2 separate regions of the Bombyx mori genome follow, and region 2 is linked to region 1. The links are chromatin contacts, called in public Hi-C maps. All regions are on one chromosome and are shown on one strand. Each heading gives the region's core, a stretch centred on a gene start, on an enhancer-like site or on the middle of the called end of the contact. The rest is flanking DNA. Distances are from core to core; before and after follow the strand shown. Region 1 overlaps LOC101739906 (hemicentin-2). Region 2 holds the start of LOC110385485 (chaoptin).

Evidence for each region. Hi-C and Micro-C count contacts between places; a contact is called where the count stands out from the background.
Region 2: a Hi-C map of posterior silk gland shows a contact between it and region 1, with 2.3 times the contacts expected there. The contact joins the promoter of LOC110385485 here to the enhancer-like site in region 1. A contact is called at or near these places in 2 of 7 Hi-C or Micro-C datasets (middle silk gland and posterior silk gland).

The regions. Positions count from the first base shown.
Region 1 is chr19:11,963,948-11,969,858 of ASM3026992v2, forward strand. The region is part of intron 5 of LOC101739906 (hemicentin-2); the gene reads right to left. Among protein-coding and RNA genes, the nearest start is that of LOC134200630, 25 kb to the left of the region's middle. Within about 2 kb of position 2,619, at least 1 of the 8 cell types and tissues checked has open chromatin away from gene starts, as enhancers often do.
Region 2 is chr19:12,015,835-12,021,745 of ASM3026992v2, forward strand. It overlaps LOC110385485 (chaoptin), which reads left to right and starts at 2,937. Exons shown (of 2, transcript XM_021348957.3): 1 at 2,937-3,097; 2 at 5,091-5,911. The coding sequence starts at 3,064. The region is part of intron 1 of LOC101739906 (hemicentin-2); the gene reads right to left.

The DNA.
Region 1 (5,911 bases), core at 1,369-3,868:
AATTAAAGAACACTAGAGGTCCCGCAGTAGTCGAAATTCGACTATAATTAATTGGAATTGTAAGTTTGTACACTATTATAATTTATACTTCTATAATTTCGCCAAGACTACACTATAAAAATATTACCAAAGGTAAACAATATTTAATCTATTCTCAATTTTACAACAGACGCCAAGAACAAAAGTTTGACAATAAATAGTATGCATGCGTGTGTGCGTCAAATACATGGTATGTAGTGTGTGTAATGATTTCTTTATTGATTTAATGTATCTTTTATGCATTATTTTAAAAAAATATTAGCATTGTGCTTCTTCTTCTCTATATTCTCTATAAGTGTGGAATGTTTCATACTCCTCCGTCCGCGCATTTTTCGTAAAAAGGGATATAAAGTTTTTGCTTCACGTATTAATATTACTGTTTAAAATTGTCTCTATTTTCTGTCGTTTTGTATGTTTTCGGATACTTGGCAGTTTCCGTGGTCACAAATGACAACGGTTTACGGCATGTATTTAAGCTTGTAGGTTGTGACGTTGTGGCGATAGCCATCATAGAACACAAGATCTTTGACAAATGCCTGAATCTCGCTTACGACATTTTCAAGATAAGCTTGCATATATACAAGTTCCGAACAATAACATTCGGGCCGTCGGTCTACCGAGCAACTTCGCTCGCTCAGTGAAAGATCTTCCCTTTGTAGTAATTCCCACAACGTATTTTGACGATGAGCTGAATCGCTACCTTATATAAATCTTTGAAGAGTGTAATAGTTGTGATGATATTTCGTATTCATGTTTCAAGGTGAGTGGCGGTACCGACATTATTTTCATGAGCTCCAGCTACCGCTGATCTGCGGTTATTTCAGCTTCTCCTTGACGTGTAGGTGAGCTTACGGGGCTCAAATCGGGAATGTTGCTAACACTAGCCCTAGTAAGAGCAGTGCTTCGTAGAATCTGCCACCGGATCGGAAACGCGACCCACTGAGAAGATCCGGCGAGAAACTCAGTGGGCTAAAGTGACGCTCTCACACATGCAGTACAACGACGGAAGCTATTTAGTTTACAAGCTTACGGAAAATGTGTGTGTCATATGTAATCTATATAAGTACCTATATTTAACATTATGTGTATTCTATAATACTGAGATGTTGTTTTAAGGAAGATTTTTGTTTTGAGTTTGTTCTTTTTTTGTTTTTTGTTTTGTTGTTGTTGTTTGTTATTCTTTTGTTAATGCACCTACCATGCATTATCTCTGCACCACCCTATGGCCGACTGGAAGAGAATGCCCATGGCATTAAGTCCGCCTGTGTACAAGTTTTGTTTTGTGCATAAAGTATAAATAAAAAATAAAAAATGTTGTCAGAAATGTATTTGTTGTTAAGTTTTAACACGTTCACCAAAAGCTGTTTGAATTCGCTTTGAAGTCGTATTTGTTAATGAACGATGCATTTCAAAATGTACGCGGAACATTTTGAATGTTGCATTTTCCAAAATAAAGCTGGCCGTGTTGAAATGAGGAAATAGTTGATTTCTATTACATGTTTAGAGGAAAATTTTGATAAAAATAAGTTTGGAAATTACGGTATTAACTATGATTCATATTAACTAACATTTAACTTCTTTTTCTTTACCTTATCCCACTAACACAGGTAATTTTTCTCATCCATTCTCTTCTGTCAGCCGTCAGCTCAACACTCACTCCTCTCTCTCTCTTATATCCTCATTTACCCACTCCATTCATGTCTTCTTGGTCAACCCCTTCCCTCTCTACCTTGCACTACCATTTCCTTTAATTTAATTTCAGCTAATTCATACTATTTTCATTTCGCACCTATTAAATTTTCATATAGCCAAAGGCTTAGAATTTTACTAAAAAAAAAGTATAGATTTTATTATTATGAAACAAAAGATACGCTCTTCAAAATCAAACAAAACATCTAAATACGTTGTATTGCATCGGCTTTGAAGCGATAAACAATATAATTCTATTTTTGGAATTAATTATCAGTTCACATCGGAACAATGTGCTATCGTTACGTGTTCTATTTTCAGGGCCGGATTTAGACTTAATGCCGCTCCTGGGCACCGGAAAAAGTCCGCCCCGATACTAGAATTTTATCTAAACTTATAGTTTATATATTTTATTTTTCAAAATTAAAATAACTAATTTATTGCAGAAGCTTTATCATAATATGTTATATATTCCAAAAACATAAATTAATATCTGTTTTTTTCTAACAATTATAAATTTTGCACTAAGGGTGCCAATTAATTATTTATTATTATTCTCTATTAGGTATTCTTTAATTCCAGAAAATGGAAAAATCGATTATTATTTCAAATGTCCAAGAAAATAAATTGTTAAATCATTTTGATTATTAATTTTTAACAAAAGTTCCAAAATTATAATTCACAAATAATGGATGAATTGAATTTGTTGAATTATCAATTAAACAGAAAGTTATTAATTACTAGAATTAATTAATTATATTCAACAATATTGCTAAGACAAAAAACAATACTTTAAAAATTTTGCCGCCCTGGGCACTTGCCCCAACCGCCCCTAGTGTAAATCCAGCACTGTCTATTTTCATCATTGTAATGTCTAATTTCAAACGAAACACGTCAACTGGTAGGTACCGCGTTTAGCGCTGACACGAAACTGACGAAGCTGACGCGAACCTCGACGCGTATACACGAACTCGTAACAAACAATCAGATCGACGCGTGCTTCGAATAACAACGATGCGCGGAATGTAGACGTCCACTGAATTGGAATTTGTGTGAGGATACGTGATACACAAATTGTTTACATACGAACAGTGCCAATGAAATGTTAAACGGCGTGATTGTAGATGGGATATAAATATTTTTTGGTACATCTCGTCATCATGTATCAGACCTCAGGCTCTGGATTGCGATAGCGGAAGGCTATCTTAAGACTATTTTAATTCCATTCATTAGTATTTAAATAATCACATCTATATACATTTTTTGTCTTTTCGATTTATATTTAATTTCTCCCATTGATGACTCCTCGTCAGTGACAGCAACAGTAGACTGTCTAAATATTTTTTATAAAAAAAATAATTATTATAAAAAAAAGAACATAATATTCCTAATTATTCCCTTGGTTCTGTGTTAGCCCACCGAGTTTCTCGCCTGATCTTCTTAGTGGGTCGTAATTCCAATCCGGTGGTAAACTCTGCGAAGCACTGCCCTTGTTAGGGCTAGTGTTATTAAATTCTCTTAGGTTGAGCCGGTGAGCTCACCTACCGGCCGGTCATATCTGGAATAGGGCCTTAGGTTACCAGCGAATAAGTAGGGGGAAAAATTGTTCTGTTGCTCCCTGAAAGCGCTTAAATCGTAGATACGTGCGAAGTTTAAAAGTTTGTTTACTGGAATCTATATATTAATACGTGAAGCAAAAACTTTGTATCCCTTTTTACGAAAATTGCGCGGACGGTGGAGTATGAAATTTCCCACACTTATAGAGAATATAGTGAAGATGTGCACAATGCTAATATTTTTTTTTTAAATAATGCATAAAAGATACATTAAATGAATAAAGAAAACATTACACACACTACATACCATGTATTTGACGCACACACGCATGCATACTATTTATTGTCAAAGTTTTGTTCTTGACGTCTGTTGTCAAATTGAGAATAGATTAAAATATATTGTTTGTCTTTGTTAATATTTTTATAGTGTAGTGTAGTCTTGGCGAAATTTGTGATTAAAGAAGTACAAAATACAATCATAATAGTGTACAAACTTACAATTCCAATGAATTATAGTCGAATTTCGACTACTGCGGGGCCACTAGTTCAATTAAATATCGTAACGATTCATTCAAAAATGAGAATATGTCATTGACCGAATGCGAACGAAAGAAAGTCATTACGGCTAAGGTATTTTAATTAACATCAACGGAATGTTCCCTACAAAACAAAAAAAAACCTTTTGAACGTAATTCACTAGAAATATTAATATTATTAGTTCTTTTCGATTCGTAGGGCTACGGAAACGGTCGATATTCGGTCTCTCGGGTCACTGATTCGAGGCCAGGCTCACGAGCATTACGCCCGTGAAGTTAATTAGCGGATATGCCTTCACGCGTTTCTGGGGGCTAAGGCGCTGTCACAAGGTGGGTAAGTAATCGCTTAGCATCAGGTGGGCCGAAATGAGCCAATGATACTCAAAATACGCAACGATTATAATCTTAATGTCCACAATTGACTTTCACGATGAACGAATAACATTGTGTCATAAAAAAAGGTGAAAAAAAAACGTTATTACGTAGGTAATATGCAGTGGATATAAATACCTGAAATATAAAGTTATGTTCGGTAGGCATAGGTTGGGGAGTCTACGGGTTCCGGCAACCCCTTAAATACAGAGAGCTCCATGGGGCTGTGAGCTTAAGGAATAAAATAAAAACAGTGTCGGTAGTAATAGTTAGTCTAGGCTGTTTAATTAGTTCGCGGAGACCTCGTAAAAGGTTCGGCCCACGGCCTGAGAAAAAAGGCTGTTTAGTTAGATACCTTTAGTTAAATAGTACAGTTGGCCTTTAAAAAAAATATTAGCGACAGTTAATGGCTAAATTTGGGCTGTGGTACTATTGATTTTCAAGATCGATGTTGTATGTTCTTAAGTATATTTTTCATGCCTTGAGATGCCATTTCAGCGTAACCTTAACAAGTAGGTGAGCTCACGGGGCTCAAACCTGACGACGTTCCTAACACTAACCCTAGCAAGAGCAGTGTTTCGCAGAATCTACCACCGGATCGGAAACGCGACCTACTGAGAAGATCCGGCGAGAAACTCAGTGGGCTGTGTCTGTGGGGTTAATTTACTCACCGAGTCTTTCGTTGCAAACGACGGGTTTGACGAGAACGATGAACGGGACTTAAGGGTAAGAAACCGAAATTGACAAGATACATTTTTATTTTTTAATTAATTATTGGCCAACAGACCGATAGACCAATTAATTTATTATTGTTATTAATTATAAAAAAGTAATTCAACTAATTTTCTCTAACTTAAGCTTACAGAAAACTAATTTACAAATGTAAAGTTTGTTAAATCAAACTTGTACAATTGAGTATCTATAAATTCCTGTATAAATAGCTTTTAGTTGTAATTACTCTTCTTCGGAAAACCAAACTATTTTGGAACGTTAAATAAGTACTTGCAAACAAATAACATCAAGTCGAAGTTAAAATGACGCTTTCTCGACCTGTTATACAATAAATTCTTAATAACCATTTGTTCTCGTACACCGTTTGAATCTCCTTCAAGTAAGGGACACTGATTACAAGTAATTTCCGAGGTGCTTACAAAGTGAAATTGTTTACGGGAATTCCTTTAAATACCGCTTTTGAAGTCGTTTTCATGGAAATTTATTAGAAAGTCAGAATTATAAATTCATTGAAGTTATTTCATTGAGTTTATTATATATTATGACGAAGTCTGAAAGTGGCACCTGTGACAGAGAAGCTGAGGAGTGCGCGATTGGGATGGTATGGACATGTGATGAGACGAAATGAAAATGAGGTTGGTAAGAGAGTGTTAATTATGAATGTGGAAGGATACAGAGGAAGAGGTAGACCTAAGAAGAAATGGATGGATTGTGTGAAAGACGATATGGGTAAGAAGGGAGTGAGCGAAGAAATGGTATATGATAGAAGAGTATGGAAGGAGAAAACATGTTGCACCGACCCCAGGTGACTGGGAGAAGGGCAGGATAATGATGATATATTATTATGACCTATTTTAATTGAGAAGTTCTCCTAAAATAAAGTAGTTAAAAAAAAACGAATTAAAACATGATACGTTATTTTATTATGCTCACTATTACAATGCAATGAAAATTAAGAAAAAATAACTCACATGAATAAAACCTTCG
Region 2 (5,911 bases), core at 1,687-4,186, 52 kb after region 1:
AAAACGGACGAATTAAAAGACACACTAAAAGAAGAAACAGAAAATTCCCTTCCTATCGCACATTACAATTGATATACCACTGGAGATACCGGAGATATAATCCAAGGAATGTTGAAGTGAGGAAGACGGCCGGTTGAAAAACCTATGCCAAATCCTTATGCAGTATGATAAAAGGACATGCTGCGCCAAACCATAATGTGGCATAAGAGCAAGAAGAAGAAAAATAACAAATCGAAGATGCACGTCTTGTGAAAGAAACAATTTTACGTAACGAAACAAAAAATAACAATTACTACAGCCCCAAGAATAAAGTTACGATTAATAAAATTAAGCTGATGGCCGGTAAAAATACAAGGGTAAAGTTGAATGGGGTAATTAACACGCAAATAGGCTTATTATAATTAATCATTGTGTAATTCGACCACATTTTAACTTTATGTTCAATTATGGTTTTTTAATGGGAGCCGGCTGATGAGCCCTCGGTCTGAGTTTCACGGTTATTATTTTAACTCTTTTATGTCCAGACTTATATTAAATTTAGTTGGCGATAAAAGCAAGCAGTAAAAGTAGTTAACACCTGCTATCAAAGTTCCTATAGATTAATATCAATCTAGTGGCAAGACATGTTGTAAAATCTGTTGCAGGATACCAAACGGGTCGGTCGGATTTTTTTATCCATAATTGCTCTGAAGCTCTTCTCACTAAAGTCATGGTTTATGGGGTTGAAGGCTGGCTGCGTTAAGAAGGTCTTTCCAGTTTCACCAAGACAAGCAAACTCAAGGTCTCCAGCCAGGAGGAAAAGATTTTGTAACTGCTCTTTGGGTGACAGTAGAAGAGGCTTAGCAGTTCAAGGGCAATTGTTTTGCGAATGCATCTACCACCGAATTGGAATTGCGACCCGCTTAGAAGATCCGACAAGAAATATGAGTATGATGGCCTGTGTTTTGGTAACTGCTACCAGTAGCGGCCAAAAGCACTTAAAGTGAATCGTTTCGATCCGACTCCCTGTGCATATTCATCCCATTTATCTTCTCTGTTGATTACTAAAAAAATATTAATTTCCATTGTCCTAATAGTTTATTTATTGACGATGAATAGTTTACTGCCGTTTCTGTAAATAATTCTCCCTTTAATCCCATATTTTAATACCTAGTATTTTCCTACTCGTTTTTGAAGCATAGCGCTGTATTAAAACAGACCATTTGTAATACAGCGAAGTTAATCTAGTGCCAAAGAAATTCTATAACAACATTTACATACACTCGAGAAACTCACCCTCCTAACTCCTTCTCAGGCAGGCGGGTATTTTTTATTTATTTACACTGATAATGGCAATTTTGATTTGTGTTCTACGAAACTCCTTTGGTTTTCTACACAGATCTTATTATAAATTAAAACATAAGTATTTTTCGAATATAAAGATTACTAAATAATTGACTTAAATCGTTTTAACTTTCGCAGCTATCTACATTACAAACACGCACAATTGTTGGTTTTTTACCCCGATTTTTCCACATAATACACTGGTCATGGCGCTTGCAAAAGCCCTGATATATCGAGCAGTCCCGTAAGAGCCCGTTACATAATATTGTTTTTGCACTTGCAGAGCCGAGAAGAAATTTTTGGGGTTCTTCGAGCAATTAGTACTGCAATATGTAAAAATACTCAAAGATTTAATTGGCTAAGTTACATAGACATACCGAAGAAGAAGAAACCGTTGTATTTACTGTCTTGATTAATACATTTTTCTGTAATACTATTAATAGGTACACATAATCAAAGTCGTTAGCCATATTCAGTATTTCAATATGCTCTAAACAATAAACGGCTTCTGTGTTATTTATCAAATAAATAAAGACTAAACTAGTTTATTTTAGGTGCTTTCGTACTTTTTTAAATTATTATATCATTATTCACAGCGCTGTTCGGATGCTGCATAACTGATAATAGTTTCCGGCGAACAAAACTATAGAGTAGTTCTTTTTTTCTAAATATTTTTGACATGCCATTAGAGAGTATTTAGAACAGGTTTTTATTATTTAAAAATCATTAATATTTCAATTGTATAATTAGTGCTTACTTTAATGAAACTCAGCTATTCATCATTTCCAAAAAAGTACACTGGTTTGGTAAAACTAAGCTCTAGAGCAAAGGTAGAGTTAGGATACCAATTTCTGGAATTACTTCCCAGATACGCCTAGTGGCGGTGTCTCATCATCATCATCATCATCATCATCATCATCATCCAGCTGTCATCCATTGCTAGACATAGGCCCGTCCCAATCTATCGAAACTATTTTTCAGCTCTCCTATTCCATTTTTTGCTGGCCACCTTTTGAAGGTCATCGCACCACCTAGCCAGTGTCCTCCTTCGTTTGACGTTACGCAGTATCTACTCAGGAACCCGTCTACTCCATCGATCGTCAGCTCTACGGCTATATTAGTTCTCTTTCAAGTAACCTCATTCCTAATTTTGTCCTTCAGGGAAACTCCGAGTATGTCTCTTTCCATGACTCGTTGAGTCTCGGTAACGGACTATCCGTATTGTGAGTTTCCACATCTCGACCGCAAAAGTCATAACCGGTAGGATGCCCTGGTTGAAAAGTTTCGTTTTAAGATACTACGATGAAAAGAAAGTATGAAGGATGAAGAATGGGGGACGTACTTAGCCGAACGCTGTCCAACTTAACTAGACCCTTTACTTAACTTCGGCTTAGCGGCGGTGTCTAGATTTCCAAAATTGCTTGTGGATCAGTTTCCGGTGTTTCTAATGCGTAAGTAACGTTACAATGATCGTGGTCTTCGATACCGCTTACCATAAGATGAGCTACTTGAATGATAAATAAATAAAATATTTAAACTGCGATAAAAAATAATAAAAAAACCATGTCTACTCCACGAATTTTGTTCTTTGACTTGAACCAAACAAAACAATTCATTTATTGTTCATAAACGCTGTGTCGTTTCGTGTGATAACATAATTACTTTAATAATATAAATAAATTGGTACCTTTAAGTGAATTTCAGTGAATATTAATTTCATTGTTTTAATTTAAAAAAAAAATGAATTTATGCAGTATACGCTTTCATTTACAATGTAAGTAAACTGAGATACATATCTAATCATTTGTAGTTAATTTTGAGTATATTTTGGATTTTTTTAAAAATCAATTTGTTGGGGTGAATGTTCCATTGGACGTACAAGTTCAAGGTCCATCTGGTACTGAGTGGTTATCAGAGTCCTTATCCTTAAGGTATCCCTAAGAATTAGGCCAAATGAGCAAAAATTAAAAGGCTAAGACAAACGGCGCTGTTCAGTAATTGCCCCTAAATTCTAATTAAACTGTTTTGCAAATCTTAATAGGTTAATTTTATTTTTTGTATTGTCGTTACAATTAGACTTTTTTCGTAATATTGCGTACCGATAGACGAGATCGAAGTCCATTATCCACATGAAGCGGTTGAACTCATGAATATCACAAGGTCCATCAGATCTTTGCATTAGATGCCTTTACCTCTAACACTAGGAGCAGGCTTAGGAACCCCGCTAACTACTCCCCGAATCCTGAGCAGGAGCCAGTCACCGTCAACGCCCTAGAAACGTCCTTACAGATCCATCAGATCCAATAACCTTTGAATCGGACACCTTTAGCTCTAAAACTAGGAGTAGGGACTACGGTAACCGTACTCGTCGAACTCGGCAAAGAGTTCAACGTTCATCATCATTATCCTGCCCTTCTCCCCAGTACCTGGGGTCAGCGCAACATGTTATCTCCTTCCATACTCTTCTATTATACACACCATTTCTTCGCTCACTCCCCTCTTACCCATATCGTCTTTCACGCAATCTATCCATTTCTTCTTAGGTCTACCTCTTCCTCTATATCCTTCCACATTCATATTTCACATTTTCTTACCAACCTCATTTTCATTTTGTCTCATTACATGTCCATTCCATCCCAAACGCGCACTTCTCAGCTTCTCTGTCACAGGTGACACTTTCAGACTTCCTCTAACATATTCATTCCGTATTCTATCCATCTCGTTACTCCGCATATCCATCGCAACATTCGCATCTTTGCTGCATGCAATCGCCTTTCATCCGCCACTTTTGTTGTCCAACAAGCTGATCCATACAAGACGGCAGGCCTTATTAAGGTCTTATATCCTCTTATCTATTAAGGTCTCTCCCTTTTAGGGGTAACCCAAGTAAACAAGTAACCCATCAATCATAAAAAAAAATCATAAGGTCATCGTTGAAGTCTCCAATTCATTGTATAACGTCCAAACGCATAATAGCAGAAATACCAAACAACGTATACCACCTTCAAAGTACATAATAATTCAGTATTTTTATTTGTGAGCTTGTAAATGGAGATTAGCACAACAAACGTTGAAGCGGTTTAAAGTGGTCTCCCGTGATTTACTGCGGCAAAAGCCAAAAGCCGAAGCCTCGAGCCGAAACTCTGTCGTTTGTTCCAATTAAATCAGCTTCCAAAGAAATAAGCAGTTAATTTGTGGATTTTTTTCAGTAAAACATTTTAAAAGCCGACCCACGCTCGTGGGTATGAAATATTTGGACTTTGGCCTTATGAGTCAGGGCGTGGTGTCCATTTTGTATCTTATCAATGTTTAAAAATAAACTCACGTAACGCAAGCCTTGGAGGGAATAATTGTGAATTGTTTGCGGTAGGCAGTCGCTTGACTGTGCTTCTGGCATTGCTGACGTGCATGCGCAACGGTAACCACTTACCAACGATTGGGCCGTATGACTACTTACAAGGGAAATCATAAAGAAATTGATCATTATTCATCATCATTATTATTCTCCTGCCCTTCTCCTAGTCACTTGGGGTCGGCGCAAAATGTTTTCTTCTTCCATACTCCTCTATCATATACCATTTCTTCGCTTTGTATATTTAGGCATAGCTTCTTTGTTTGTGATCATCATTACGGTCAGTTTTCGATTATTACGTTAAAATTATATTTTATTTGCAGCATACGTATTCACTGATAATTTACCACAAGTTGGTTCACAAAAATTAGATCTACTGAATGCGCTTTTGAACTTTTTTTTTTTTTTTTTTCAGATGTTATAGTCCCCCTGTCGTTGTTTGTTACGACTGTATTGACGAACTGCGAGCTAGTGGATATCGTTTCGAATTGTCAGTACACTATTGTATGTCATCATCACGCCGGCCGTGCGTCCGTACCTCTATGCCGGGGCGAACAAAATATCACCTTCGTTGTAACCGGCGCAAATACTCCTCTGGTGAATTTAAACTACTTCGGAGCTACTAACTTCGATGAGAGACTACGCTATTTTAAGGTTACCAACAGTACGTGGAGCGTTTTGTTCACGAATGCTTTCAAATACTTCTTGAACGTATTCCACGTGGACTTCGCCGGGAATAATATAAAAGAAATCAAGTCTGATGCCTTTGCCAATCTACCTAGACTAAGGTACCTTAATTTATCATCGAACTGTATATCCGTGATAGAGAACAGAGGCTTTAAAGTATCGGACGCGGGGAATGTTCTGGAAACGTTAGATTTATCGAATAATAGTCTAACTAATTTGTATGAGCACATATTCTATCCATTGATCAATTTGAAGTATTTATATTTACAGAGCAATTTGATACATTTTATCGATGACAGCGCCTTTTTGTATACAAAAAACGTTGTGATTTTGCATTTGGAAAATAATCTAATTAGTTCACTTAACATGACTCTCATACATTTAAAGGCGCTGACTGACCTGGATTTGTCACATAATGTTATGACTCATCTGAGCGGCTTCGAAATTAACAGACTGAATTCTTTGGTAAATTTAAACTTATCTCATAACGAATTGAGTACACTAGACTATGACTGTTTCAGTAACGAATATAACATAAAGATAATCGAT